Linked DNA regions of Mus musculus: all the other regions are linked to region 3. The links are chromatin contacts, called in public Hi-C maps. All regions are on one chromosome and are shown on one strand. Each heading gives the region's core, a stretch centred on a gene start, on an enhancer-like site or on the middle of the called end of the contact. The rest is flanking DNA. Distances are from core to core; before and after follow the strand shown.

Region 1 (3,727 bases), core at 895-3,394, 110 kb after region 3:
GTGGGCAGAGGGCCCCTTCTGTAGTAGGGAAGCTGGTCCTACTGCTAGCAGCAGCCTTGCCTTGACACGGACACGGTGATATGGAGAGCCTGCCAGCTCCCATTTAGCCCCATGATGAAAACAGCCATACCATGCCCAACCAACCGCAAAGGCCTCAGCTTCCTGGGCCAGGCAGGCCCTCCTCTTGCCTACAAGGCCCCTTGGTATGACTGGACTCAGGGCTCCACTGTCCTGAGCAGGAATTGGATGAGGTGACAGACACAGAAGCACTAAGGATTCCATGCAGCTAAGAGTGGTCTTTCACCAAGCTGTGTGCCCATGTGGACCTGGCCTGGCTGCATTATGCAGTGATTGTGGCTAAGTGTCCTAAGGAAGCAGGTTCGGGTCTTAGCTCCCCTTTCTGCCCAGTGCTTGAGTTCTGGAATCTTGCTAGAAGCTGCTTCAAAACAACAAGACATTCCTCTTCCTCTCCCCTTTTCAGAAGAACATAGAACAATCTAAACCAGGAAGGCTTTAACATTCCAGGACATTCTGCCAGGTGATTTTACAGGCAAGGGGCCTGGGGTGTGAAGCAGGGTTGCTGTCTTGCTAGACACTAGGCCTGGCAGCCACCGCCCACGCCTCCCATTCCCTGCTTCTCCCACTCAAGGTGATATGGCTTGCTCCCCAAGCTTATAAACTACTGTGGAATAGATGAACACACTGGCTAGTGGGGGGAAGGAGGCAAGCACAGCTCCTCCTCTGCCCCGCCTCCCTGCCCTGTGCTGGCCCAGGCTCCAGCCTGCACTGCAGCCTCACTCCCTAACTCCAGCAGCCACTAAGCACACCAGGCACAGACAGAAGCAGAGCACCAGGCAGGCGGCTGGCCCCAGCTCAAGCCTTTGCCCTAAACCATAGCCTGAAAGTAGGGGCTGGTTGTGCTGCCCTCAAGAAATACCAGAAAGTAAGTGGCCACAGCTGCCCTGAGGATACCTAGGTAGCTGTGGTGGCCATCTTTTGTTTTCTGTGTGCACTCACAGACTCCGGGGACCCTGGGCTGGCATATCCTGTGCTCTATTCCAGCAGAGAGCTGCTGCACAAGGTGAGTGGAGGGTTTGCTCCCCCATCCCAGCCAGCTCACAAACGGCCTTTACTCCCTTCCCCAGACACTGAAAAACCAGCCACAGTCCGGGTGGCTCAGCTGTGGTAACCTCAAAGGCAGCACAAGAAGGCAAAGAATCATTGGCCTCTTGTGACTTTCTTGGTCATATGGTTGGCCTAGGCAGAAGCTTGGGACCCCAGTGGTAGAGGATGTGACTAGCAGCTTTAACCAAGAGGCAACAGGCCCAGAATCACAGATGCTACTCAACCTTGTGCAGCAGGTAGTCTCTTTGTTTTTGTAGTGGCTCTGTTCAAGACCCCATATGCCCCAAGGGCAGCAGCCATGTTCTACTTTTCTATTGATGCACTCAGCCACACTGGAGTCTTTTACTGAATGCTCACTAAAATGGCCATGTGACAGCTTATTTAGCTGTTGGGAGTTTCTATTACCCACAATGCTCTGCCTTTGACAGCACCTCAAGCTCTTGAGAATATCTGGCTTACAGTCTGCTGGCCCCACCCCAAACAGACACAGGGTGTGGTTTCTATTGTTCATGAAGATCTCTTGGAAATACAAATGGCACTCTTCCCAGTCTAAGAGGTCTTTGCCTCTCCTTTTGAAAAATTGTGTGCCTGTCCACCCCAGTGCACTGCTCTCTGGGGTCCGTTGCCTTCCACTTTGTGAAGACAGTGCCTTTTTAAAAACACAATCTCACTTTCATTTACTGGGTACCACTGCTGCTTGTGGAATGGGGAAGTTGGCTTCCCCTCTGCTACCTGGATCAACTCTGACCCGCTGAGTCATCTCACCAGCCTGAGGCAGGGTTTCTCTTGCCACATCTGGCTTTTTAAAAATACAGGCTCCAGAACTCCAACTAGGATGACCAGGTTTTCGCCTGCTGAGCCAGCCCTCTCTGGGGCTGCTTGCTTGGCCTCACCACTGACTGAAGAGACCTATAACTTCTTCTAATGTTGGCAGTTGAGGAGTCAGGGGTAGGAGAATGGACAGACCACATTCCACAATGCTGCCTTCTCCTTCAGATCTCACCAGTTTATAATTGTACTCAGGATACTACTTTCAGGAGGCAGTGTGGTAGAAGATCTCTCTCTAGAGAACAGACAGCCATCAGACCTGTCAGATCAAGAGCAGCTGCTTATCTTGCCAGCACCTTTCACTATCAGGACCCAGATCAAAGTACCTCATCTGTGCCCTTGGCGTGGTGGCTGCTGCAGAGGAAGGAGTCAGGTGTCTAGCTCCCAAGGACAGCTCAAAACTGGAGCTGCAGTCAGAAAGCTGCTCTGGAAGCCCCATCTTCCCTTCCCTTCACCTGCACCTGTGTCAGAACCAGGACAGCTGCTTAGGAGCTCCCACCTACAGCATTGCTTCAGACGTGTGGGTGCCTGCCAGCATCCTGTGCACCTCACCCCTCCAGGCATGCCTCTGTGAATGCTGCCCTACCGAGTGTGCTAAAGTGCTAGTAGAGTATGGTGTTTGCTTTCCTACAAGCCTCCAACCACTGCCCGTGAGGCATGCCTACATCTCAGACAGCACCCATCTGCACTTCTGTCCCTTTGCCACCTCTGCAGGTAGGACTTGGCTCTGTATCATCCTTGTGCTTCTAGGTATTCCAGAACTACCACCATACGGAATACCCTGCTGCGGTCCCTCACATAAAAGGGTGACTGGAGTAAAGCTCTACCCCTGTTAGCCGGACCCCACCAAGGTATCTCTGAGGACTTCCTCACAGGACCCTCTTCCTCCTGTGAATTTAACAGGCACAATCTTAAGACTCAGGAAAGCACAACACAAATTCTCACTTTTTAGAAAACCCAACCACGAGTTGTAACACATCTTTCTTTGTAGGAAATGTGTACAAAGTCTGCTTGACAGACCTACCACCAAAATGACAGATCATCTGGCAGGCCACAGGGAAGGAGCCCATTTTGGTTTTAAGATCAGATAAACACGGTTACTGGTTGAAATGACTAGAAGGGTTGTCCTCTCCAAGTGAGCCTCACTAGCAATGATGTTTAAGTTCAAACCCAGGCAGAGCCTCACTCCTGCAGTGGGACGGCAGCAGCCTAAGGAGGCTTAGTCAGCTTAGTCAGCTCCAGCTCTAGCTGCTGCTCAGTGTAGCACAGAGACTACTGCAGGAAGCCTGCCTGCTCCTGGGCGAGAGGGTGAGCTGAAGGGCTGGTTACACAGGCTTCCTCAGCCCTTTGGTCAGAAGTGCAGTCAGCCAGTGACAATATTCAAGGCCTACAAAGGCTTCCTTCCTGTGGTTTGCCTGGGTTTTGATGTGACACTGCTAAGGGTCACCGAGCACTCCCATCCAGACTTGGTCCTTCTCTACCCAGACAGCCCGGGTACCCCGACAGCGCCCCTTCCTTCCCCTGGGCAAGCTGGGCGCCTTCATCACCCTGAGCAACCATCTCACGACAAACAAACAAAATGACACAAGTGAATGAATTAAAAGTTTAATTCTGAACCATTTCTATAACCGCATCTGTTGAAGCATTGTATCACAGCAGGTTACAACAACTTTGGGATAAAAGGCAACTGGTATACTGTCCAAAACAAGGCTCAAATAACACCTCTTACTGATTTACCCTACCGCACGTATCCCCGATAAAGTTTTTGTTCAAA
Region 2 (3,815 bases), core at 988-3,487, 74 kb after region 3:
ATGCCTTCCTCAGTGCTGAGACCAATACCCGCTGGGAATGATTTAAAGACATAGACTCGTGGTTTGAGGGAGACAGTTCATCACGGTGAGGAAGTCACTGCGCTGTTAATGATGGTAGAAATGTGTGACTGGGGTTGTTCATGTCTCAGTGGATCAAGACTAGGGGGATATCCTTGCTCCCCTAGCTTCCTCCCTTTCCCTTCTTATTCAGTCTTTAACTCCAACCCATGGCATGGTCCTTCCACATTCAGGATGGGTCTTCCCTCATCATTAAGCCGCTGTGGAAAGGTCACCTTTGCACGCCAATACTCAGTGTCTCTGAATCCAGTCAAGCAGACAGTTGAAATTAACAGTCACAAACAAATCCTGAATCAGGAATCCCTGCAAATTTTAAAACTGGGCTTCCACTTATGCCTTTATGGAGATGGAGCTTCCACTGATCTCGCTTTGCCTGGTGCCTCCACACTGCATCAACCCCGCTTCTGTAACTCACCTCTGTAGTTTGATTTGAATTGGCCCCTGTACTGGCTAGTTTTGTGTCAGCTTGACACAGCTGGAGTTATCACAGAGAAAGGAGCTTCAGTTGAGGAAATGCCTCCATGAGATCCAACTGTAAGGCATTTTCTCAATTAGTGATCAAGGGGGAAGGTTCCCTTGTGAGTGGGACCATCTCTGGGCTGGTAGTCTTGGTTCTATAAGAGAGCAGGCTGAGCAAGCCAGGGGAAGCAAGCCAGTAAGTAACATCCCTCCATGGCCTCTGCATGCTTCCTGACCTGCTTGAGTTCCAGTCCTGACCTCCTTGGTGATGAACAGCACGGTGGAAGTGTAAGCTGAATAAACCCTTTCCTCCCCAACTTGCTTCTTGGTCATGATGTTTGTGCAGGAATAGAAACCCTGACTAAGACAGCCCCTAAAGGCCTGTGTGCTGTGGGTGTGGTCCCTGATGTTGTTATTGAGATGTGACACGGTCCTTTGAGCCCTGGGGCCTGGTGGGAAGGTCTTTGGAAGCCTGCCTCCAAAGGGGCCAGTCCAGCTCAAGCCCCTCCTATGTTTTCACTTCCCTCCGTGACTGGCCATTAGTTCTGCCCCTTACTGTCAGGGTGCATGTACTACCATCCCCAGCCCTAGGAACAATGCAGCCTGCAGCCAGGGACGGTGAGAACTCTGAAACCAGGAGCCAAATCGACCCTTCCTCTCCATGCTGATCATCTCTGGCATTTGTTGTAGCGACGGGGAGCTGACTGACACACCCCTGTCCCCTGCCTCTCTCTCTTCTCATCTCGGTGTCCACACCTTCCCCTCTGTCTGGGGAAGGTTCTGACCTCTTGCCCTCTGTCTCACTTGCCAGCATCCCTCTGAAAATGCACTATCTAGGTATGTGTGGGTTCCCTGCGATGTTCTGCCACAGAGCACAGGCTGCCCTTCCATGGGCCTGACCCAGGTTTTCTGTTGCCGATCACACCCCACCTCTAACCCTCCAGACTCCAAGCTTTTAGATACTGTAGTCACACATGCTGTGTAGCGCCCTCTCTTCCTCCTGTTCCCAGGAGCGGAGGGGGGGGGGGAGGTCATTCTTCACCCTCACTGTGGAGTACTCCAACCCTCCTACTCCCTATGTCTTCCTAGGGTTGACCATCCCAGTCTGTCCGGATCCCCCACACCCCCAGGGTTCTGACATCGGCATGCCTTGCTCTTCTGGCTTCAAGCTCAGGCATGCTGAGTCTTCTTCACTCAAGTTGGCAGTTGGGTCCGGTCTGACTTCACAAAGGCCTTGAGGATGGGAGATGCTCAGATTTCAGTGTGCCCCTCAGCTCTGACTCACCCGTACAGCCTGTTCCCTGAGGAAAGAAGAGCCGCCATGCCATGCCATGCCATGCGTTAAGCTTGGCCCTGGTCCCTTTCTGAAAACTCCTCTTAGCTATTGCTCTTTATACTCAATGGTTAATTGCATGCCTTGGTGCTCATGGAGGTGGCTGGGGCAGGATGGCGCCACATAAACACACGTTATCACGGTAATTAGCACCACCAGTACTTAAGCAGGCTGGCAACCCTGGGCAGCCTCTGGCACAGAATGGGTGTGTATTGAGATGCAACCACCACACATCTGGATTCTGGTTTCCATAATGGCTGTACTTGAAAGCGATGCAAAGGCGTTAATTACATTAATAGGGGTCCTAGGGCCGCTTCTGTCCTCGGTGGAGGGGGTGTGGCTTCTGGAGACCACAGAGGAGGCAGGAAGCCAAACTATCCCAGGGAGAAGGAGGACACAGGGTGTAGGAACTCTGCCAAGGAAAGTGGGGGATGGGGCCTAAGTGGCCGAGATCTGCTGCGACTGAGGTATACTTGGAACAGTGAGGTAAACCTAACAGGGTGGAATTTGCTGCAATTTGCTCTTGGACAAAGTGCCCTGGGGACTTTGTCCAGCAGGACATTTCCCAGGATGCACTGAGCAAGAAGGTAAATGGAAGCTGCCAAGACTGACCTTGCCTTCTCTGCACAGAAACCTCCCTCTCCTTCCAAACTTCTTTTTCCTTTTCCTTCTATTTATTCTCTGTTCATCTCCCCAAAGGAAATAAACCGAATCACCCTTAAAGCTAAGATCCTGCGCCATTCACCTCATTAAAAACCTGTAAACGGCAGGCAGGCACCCAGCACCTATGCGCAGTGATAGCTTTCTTACAGTGTCTCTCCTGGTCCACCTGTTAGAGCTCCCACCCACAGCATCTGCCAGGGCCCTGCCACCCTCTCTTGGGAGGTGGGAAGGGGGCTTGCCTGCTCTGACTGAGTGCTGTCTGGTTATGTTATCCCTGTCTTCTGGGCCTTTTACCATGTCTATCCTCAACCCAAAACACATGCTCTCTCAGAAGCCTTTCTGAATAGCTTGAAATAAACCGTCCAAATTTTCCTTTGCCTGGGAAACATCTACGTTGTATCCTGTCAGCTGCCTTGGCCTTGAGACAGACTCTACCCAGTATCTTTCCTTGACTCTTAACAAAGAGGGTAGTGTGGTGACGTCACCCTACCAAGAGTATAAACATCCTTCCTGGAATGAGTACCCTTGCCAGCCACTGTGGGCCGATGAAGCAAAGAGCTGGGGACTGCCGTGCAGACTGCTCCATCAGCACTCTTAACTTGCACATTAGTTAATAATGAATTAACTGCAAACCTGTATTCAGGAATCAAATATGAAGAATAGTCTGTATTGATTTGTGAGACATGATTGTGTTCTCAGTACCAGAATACTGGATCTGCTGCCTGCAGAGAGAGCTGTGTGGAGCATCTCTTTCAGGGAGCCTGAGCTGCAAACACCTCCCACACTCCCAGCCCACACACGCTGAGGCCTGTAGTGGCAGCTACACCAATGCCCTGTGCCATGACTCTGCCCAGAAGATGATAAAGACCGTGTTCTGCTCTGTTACATATGTGTAAATGGATTATGCATATGTATAAGTTAATTTATAAATATACATGCATGAATACATATGCATAGAATTCGTTCATACTGTGGGTGTTTTGTTTATAAGAATAAAATTCTTTCTTCAGGACCAGGAATACCTCACCTGAGATTTCCATGTCTGGATGTTTTTTGTTAGAGGCCCAGACTCATGTAGAGACTGGCTTCAAACTCCCTTTGTAGCCTAGGATGGCCTTGAACTCCTGATCCCCCTGCCTCTAACTCCTTAGCCCTGGGATCATGGGTATGTTCAGCCACACATGGCTTATGCAGTGTGTCATGGGTTCAAAGCCAGGCCTTCATGCATGCTAGGCCAGCACTGAGCTCCCGCTCTGGCTTCGATGGTGGTGTATCTGGAAAC
Region 3 (4,090 bases), core at 353-2,852:
AGCAGTGACAAGGGACACTGTCTTCTTAGGAAGGAGTCTGTGGGTCAGAGGTAGAGGTGGAAGACCTGGTTGGAAGGACAGTGCTGTGTCATGTAGGGACAGGAGCTCCAGAGTAGCCAGGGGGCCACAGAGCTGGATGTCCGGAGGCCAACCTAGAGAGCGAGATGCCGAGGTGGGGGCACAGGCAGTTCTGGGCTTCTGCAGTTTCTCTGAGCCTCTTGGGAGGCCGCCACATCCACACAAAGTCTTTCACTATACAGGGCTTCCACTACAGACTGGGTGAGTCCTTGCTCTGAGTTTTAATGTGTTCCTCTCATAAGCTGCCAAGTTATGCAAAGTTGAGGTCTCTGGAGTCCCTGACACTGTAGAGAGGTGGCACATAGCTGCCACGGCAGGGTCTAGGCACTGCTTGATGACCCACCGGGTGTCCTGAGGGCAAGTGTTCTGTGGCCTCACCTGCCAGCTCAGAAGCCTTGGGACCGAAGCGCTGGCCCCACCGCCCCTGCTGCAGCCCACATCCTAATTTGCAAGCCTGTCTTAGCCTTAGCAGGAAACATCAGCGCGAGCTCCGCGAGCTCCGGGATAATGTGTTAATGTTTAATGTGCAAAGGCTGCTTCTCCACATCAGCCTGTGCCTCCGAAGGGAAGGCGGGGGATCAACAGCCAAGATGCAGAGAGGCCCAGGTCTCCAGGAGAAAACTGCTTTTCTTAGAAAGGTAGATGAGGAGGAGGCAGAGGGGAGCAAGCTAACAGTTGCTATTCTTCCCCTCAGCCAGGAAAGGTGTCGGATTCTCAACAAAGTCCTTCTGTTCCAATAGTAGCAGTAAGAGAAGCAGGCAGGTGAAATTCCGTTTGTAGGCCTGAAGTGTCGGGGGAGGGGGGGAGTCTTGGCTTTCTACGGATGGACCCTGGAGTCCAGGTTCATGATCTAGGGCAGAGAGGCCTGCTCTGCAAGGTCAGGCTGAGGTCATGTTCTAAAAGCAAAGACAGAGAAGCATCTGAACAAACTGTGCATTCTAAAGCGAAGGCGGTATCGAACCTGTTCTGAATATAAAGCTGTTCATTTCTGTGGTAAAACCCCTTGCAATTAGTTCTATGAAGGCCCATGGGGTATAGCCCAGATCAGAAGGACTTGACTCTTATCCTGGTACAGTTGAAGCCTATGCATAGTGGCTAAAGTTCTCAGGTCCACAGGATCTGGACTGACCTGGAAGACAAGCCTCTAGGCAAAACTGGGAGGAGTTACCTCAACTGTGTTTACTGAGGTGGGGAGACCTGTCTTGACTGGGCAGGACCTTCTGTGGGCAGAGATCCCAGACTAGAAATGAAGAAAGCTAGCTGAACAGGCATGCATCCATGGCTTTCTGCCTCCAGACCTTGGATGCAGTGCTACAGGCTGCTTCAAGCTTCCCTCCGTCTGTCCGGACTTCCCTGCCTCAGGAGATGGTACCCTTGAACTCCGAGCCAGAATAAAGCCCTTCTTCTTCAGCTGCTCTTGTCAGGGTAATTTAATCATAGCAACAGGAAGGTAACCCAGACAGAGTCTCAAGTTGTGGAGAGCCATCCCTGGAGCCTGGCCATGTAGCATGGGATGGGCAGATGCTCTGCGTGGGCGTTACTTGAGCATGTGGTTGCCATTGGAGATCCAACTGAGAATGTGGTAGTGTGCACAGAGACACGGTGTGTGTGTGTGTGTGTGTGTGTGTGAGTGAGTGGTGTGAACTGGGAGTGTAGGGGTGTGCACAGAGACATCCATGGGGATGAGTGGTGTGACTTGGTGTTGGATAGCCTTGGTTTGACCTCTGGCCCAGTTACTTATATGTGACTTTAGATAACTAAATTCAAGTTTCCTTTCATCCCCTCCCCCAATGTTTTTGGTGTGTGTGTGTGTGTGTGTGTGTGTGTGTGTGTGTGTGTGTGGTATATGGCATGCATACATTCAGGTGCACTCAGAGGCCAGAGCGAGTGGTCAGGTGTCTCCCTCCTTCACTCTCTGCTTCCTTCCCTGAGGCAGAGCCTTTCAATAAACCTGAAGCTAAGACGGAGGGCAGTGAGCTTCAGAGAGTCTCCTATCTCCTCCCACACAGCCTTGTCTGGCTCTTCATTTGAGTGCAGGGAATCCGAATTTAGGTCCCTTATTTTAAGTAACAAACACTGTAGCCCACTGAGACATCTCTCTGGCTGTCACCCACAATAAGAGTTTCTACACTTCAATTTTCTCACTTGGAAAGTAGGGCCAGAAGTCTGGAGATAAGGCGCTCACCCAGTGCAGGGAAGATGGGTGCTCACCCACTGCAGGCTATAGAATGTGTGAGCTTTGAATAGGAAATGTCCCCCACTGGGTGTGTGGTTTTGAACTTGTGGTCCCCACCTGGTGGTACTGTTTGGGAAGGTCATGGAACCTCTAGGAGGTGGAGCCTCATTGGAGGAAGAAGGTTGCTGAGTGTGGAGCTTGAGGTTTCCTGATCCACTGAGACATGAGCAGGTGGCCTCAGGCTCCCACCCCCACCCCCTTCACTGACCAGACCCCCAAAGTGTGGCCAGAGTGAGTCCCTCCTCCCCACAGCTCCTCCTTTGCTGTGACCAGAGTGAGTCCCTCCTCCCCACAGCTCCTCCTTTGTTGTGGGATTTGTTTTGAGTCAGGATCCCATTGTGTACTCTTGGCTGGCCTGACATGATTTGTGTCCTAGGCTGGCCTTGAATTCACAAAGCACCATGTTTCACAGAGTTGCACCTTTGAGAGTTTTGGTCTCGGTGATGAGATGAGGAAAGTAACTAACAAAGTGTTCCTCCACAAAGTGTCCCCCCACAAAGTACCCCACCACAAAGTGTCCCACCACCCTTCCTACAGCAGCCCCTCCCCCCTCCTTGTTGTGTTGCCTAGGACTCTTCAGGTCTGCACTGCTGTCACAGTGTCCTGAAGCACAGTGTCCCTTCCAGGGCCTCCATCCTTCCAGCACTTGGGGACAGGGCAGCCCTGCCCTCCTCAGCCCCTCTCATCGTGTCCCCGAGTGCACAGGCCTCACACAGTCAAGCTGACGAACCACCTGGATTCCATGCATTTCCTTTCCTTTGTTCCAGGTCCAGAAGTCAGGCTCAAGAGGGGACACACAGGCTGCAGAGGACCTGCTGCTTCTCAGCAAACCACTCACAGACCTCATCAGCCTGCTTATCCCACTGGTAAGGGCTCACCTGTGTGCATCTGCAGAAGTGCAGAGACTGAAACAATTTTATCTGAATTTCACAAATGCGTGAGCTCCTGTTATTTTGATTCCCTTCAGAACTGGAACCAAAGGAGCCCCCAGCGGCCACTTGTTTTATAAAATACTAAATTTATACTTGACTTTAGGCCAGGTGGCTTATCACTGAGATAATATTTAATGTCCAAGTAAAATGCTGTACATATATTAAATGAGCTCTTGAGAGACAGATGTGTAATAGTGGGTATGAACTACACAGTGAGACCCTGTCTCAAGATGGGTAGATTAATCTATACATACATGCATACAATTAATAAATAGGGCAGAATCAAATCCAATTAGTTCTTAATGAAAGTATGATAAAAACGCAGTGACTTTCCCTAAGAAAGGACAAATCCACTGCCTTCCAAGAGTCATCTAGACACAAGCCCCTCACCCTGGATAGGGCAGGGGGAAAACAAGCAGGATTATACAAAGCCACTGAACTTCTGGGTGAGACCAGGGCTTACCTGGAACTCCAGCCAGCTCAACGGTTTCAACCACACTGAAACAGGGAGCTGGGTGGCTCCCCTTAGACAGCAGCCAGCTGGAGCCCACTGGTAAAACTCCATAACTTATAGAAAGCAAAAGGCCTCATGGAGATCCATGAAAGTGGGCCTGTTCGTGCCTCCAGAACCAGACGAGCAAGCGCTGTGTGCCTCTGGCCCCTGCCTCTGTGAGCCCGGCAGCTCACTGGTGAGGTCAGGACAGCATTTGGTGTTTACTGCCCTGTGGCTTCAGGGACCACCAATGTAATTTGGGTGAATAATTGTATGAATTTGGGTGCATCCAGGAAGTTAAGGTAAGGTGTGTGGTCACCTGTAATCCCAGAACTCAAGAAGCTGAGGCAG

Evidence for each region. A called contact is a pair of places that touch in the nucleus more often than the background predicts.
Region 1: a contact with region 3 is called in a Hi-C map of cerebral cortex, with 1.9 times the contacts expected there. The contact joins two enhancer-like sites. A contact is called at or near these places in 6 of 484 Hi-C or Micro-C datasets (Sertoli cells, cerebellar granule neurons, cerebral cortex and 3 more), 1 of 115 datasets of contacts at active chromatin or transcription factors (neural progenitor cells) and 2 of 9 other capture datasets (adipose tissue and pancreatic islet).
Region 2: a Hi-C map of cortical neurons shows a contact between it and region 3, with 2.2 times the contacts expected there. The contact joins two enhancer-like sites. A contact is called at or near these places in 6 of 484 Hi-C or Micro-C datasets (the N1E-115 cell line, cerebral cortex, cortical neurons and 2 more).

The regions. Positions count from the first base shown.
Region 1 is chr9:120,960,323-120,964,049 of GRCm38.p6, reverse strand. It overlaps Ctnnb1 (catenin (cadherin associated protein), beta 1), which reads right to left. Exons shown (of 15, transcript NM_007614.3): 15 at 3,543-3,727. Among named protein-coding and RNA genes, the nearest start is that of Mir7090, 7.1 kb to the right of the region's middle. Within about 2 kb of position 2,144, at least 106 of the 459 cell types and tissues checked have an H3K27ac peak or open chromatin away from gene starts, as enhancers often do. A contact at or near this core is called in cerebral cortex, where this site is marked.
Region 2 is chr9:121,000,318-121,004,132 of GRCm38.p6, reverse strand. The region is part of intron 35 of Ulk4 (unc-51-like kinase 4); the gene reads left to right. Among named protein-coding and RNA genes, the nearest start is that of Gm34945, 25 kb to the right of the region's middle. Within about 2 kb of position 2,237, at least 56 of the 459 cell types and tissues checked have an H3K27ac peak or open chromatin away from gene starts, as enhancers often do. A contact at or near this core is called in cerebral cortex and cortical neurons, where this site is marked.
Region 3 is chr9:121,073,008-121,077,097 of GRCm38.p6, reverse strand. Ulk4 (unc-51-like kinase 4) reads left to right here. Exons shown (of 37, transcript NM_177589.3): 34 at 3,082-3,180. Among named protein-coding and RNA genes, the nearest start is that of Gm34945, 98 kb to the right of the region's middle. Within about 2 kb of position 1,602, at least 17 of the 459 cell types and tissues checked have an H3K27ac peak or open chromatin away from gene starts, as enhancers often do. A contact at or near this core is called in cerebral cortex and cortical neurons, where this site is marked.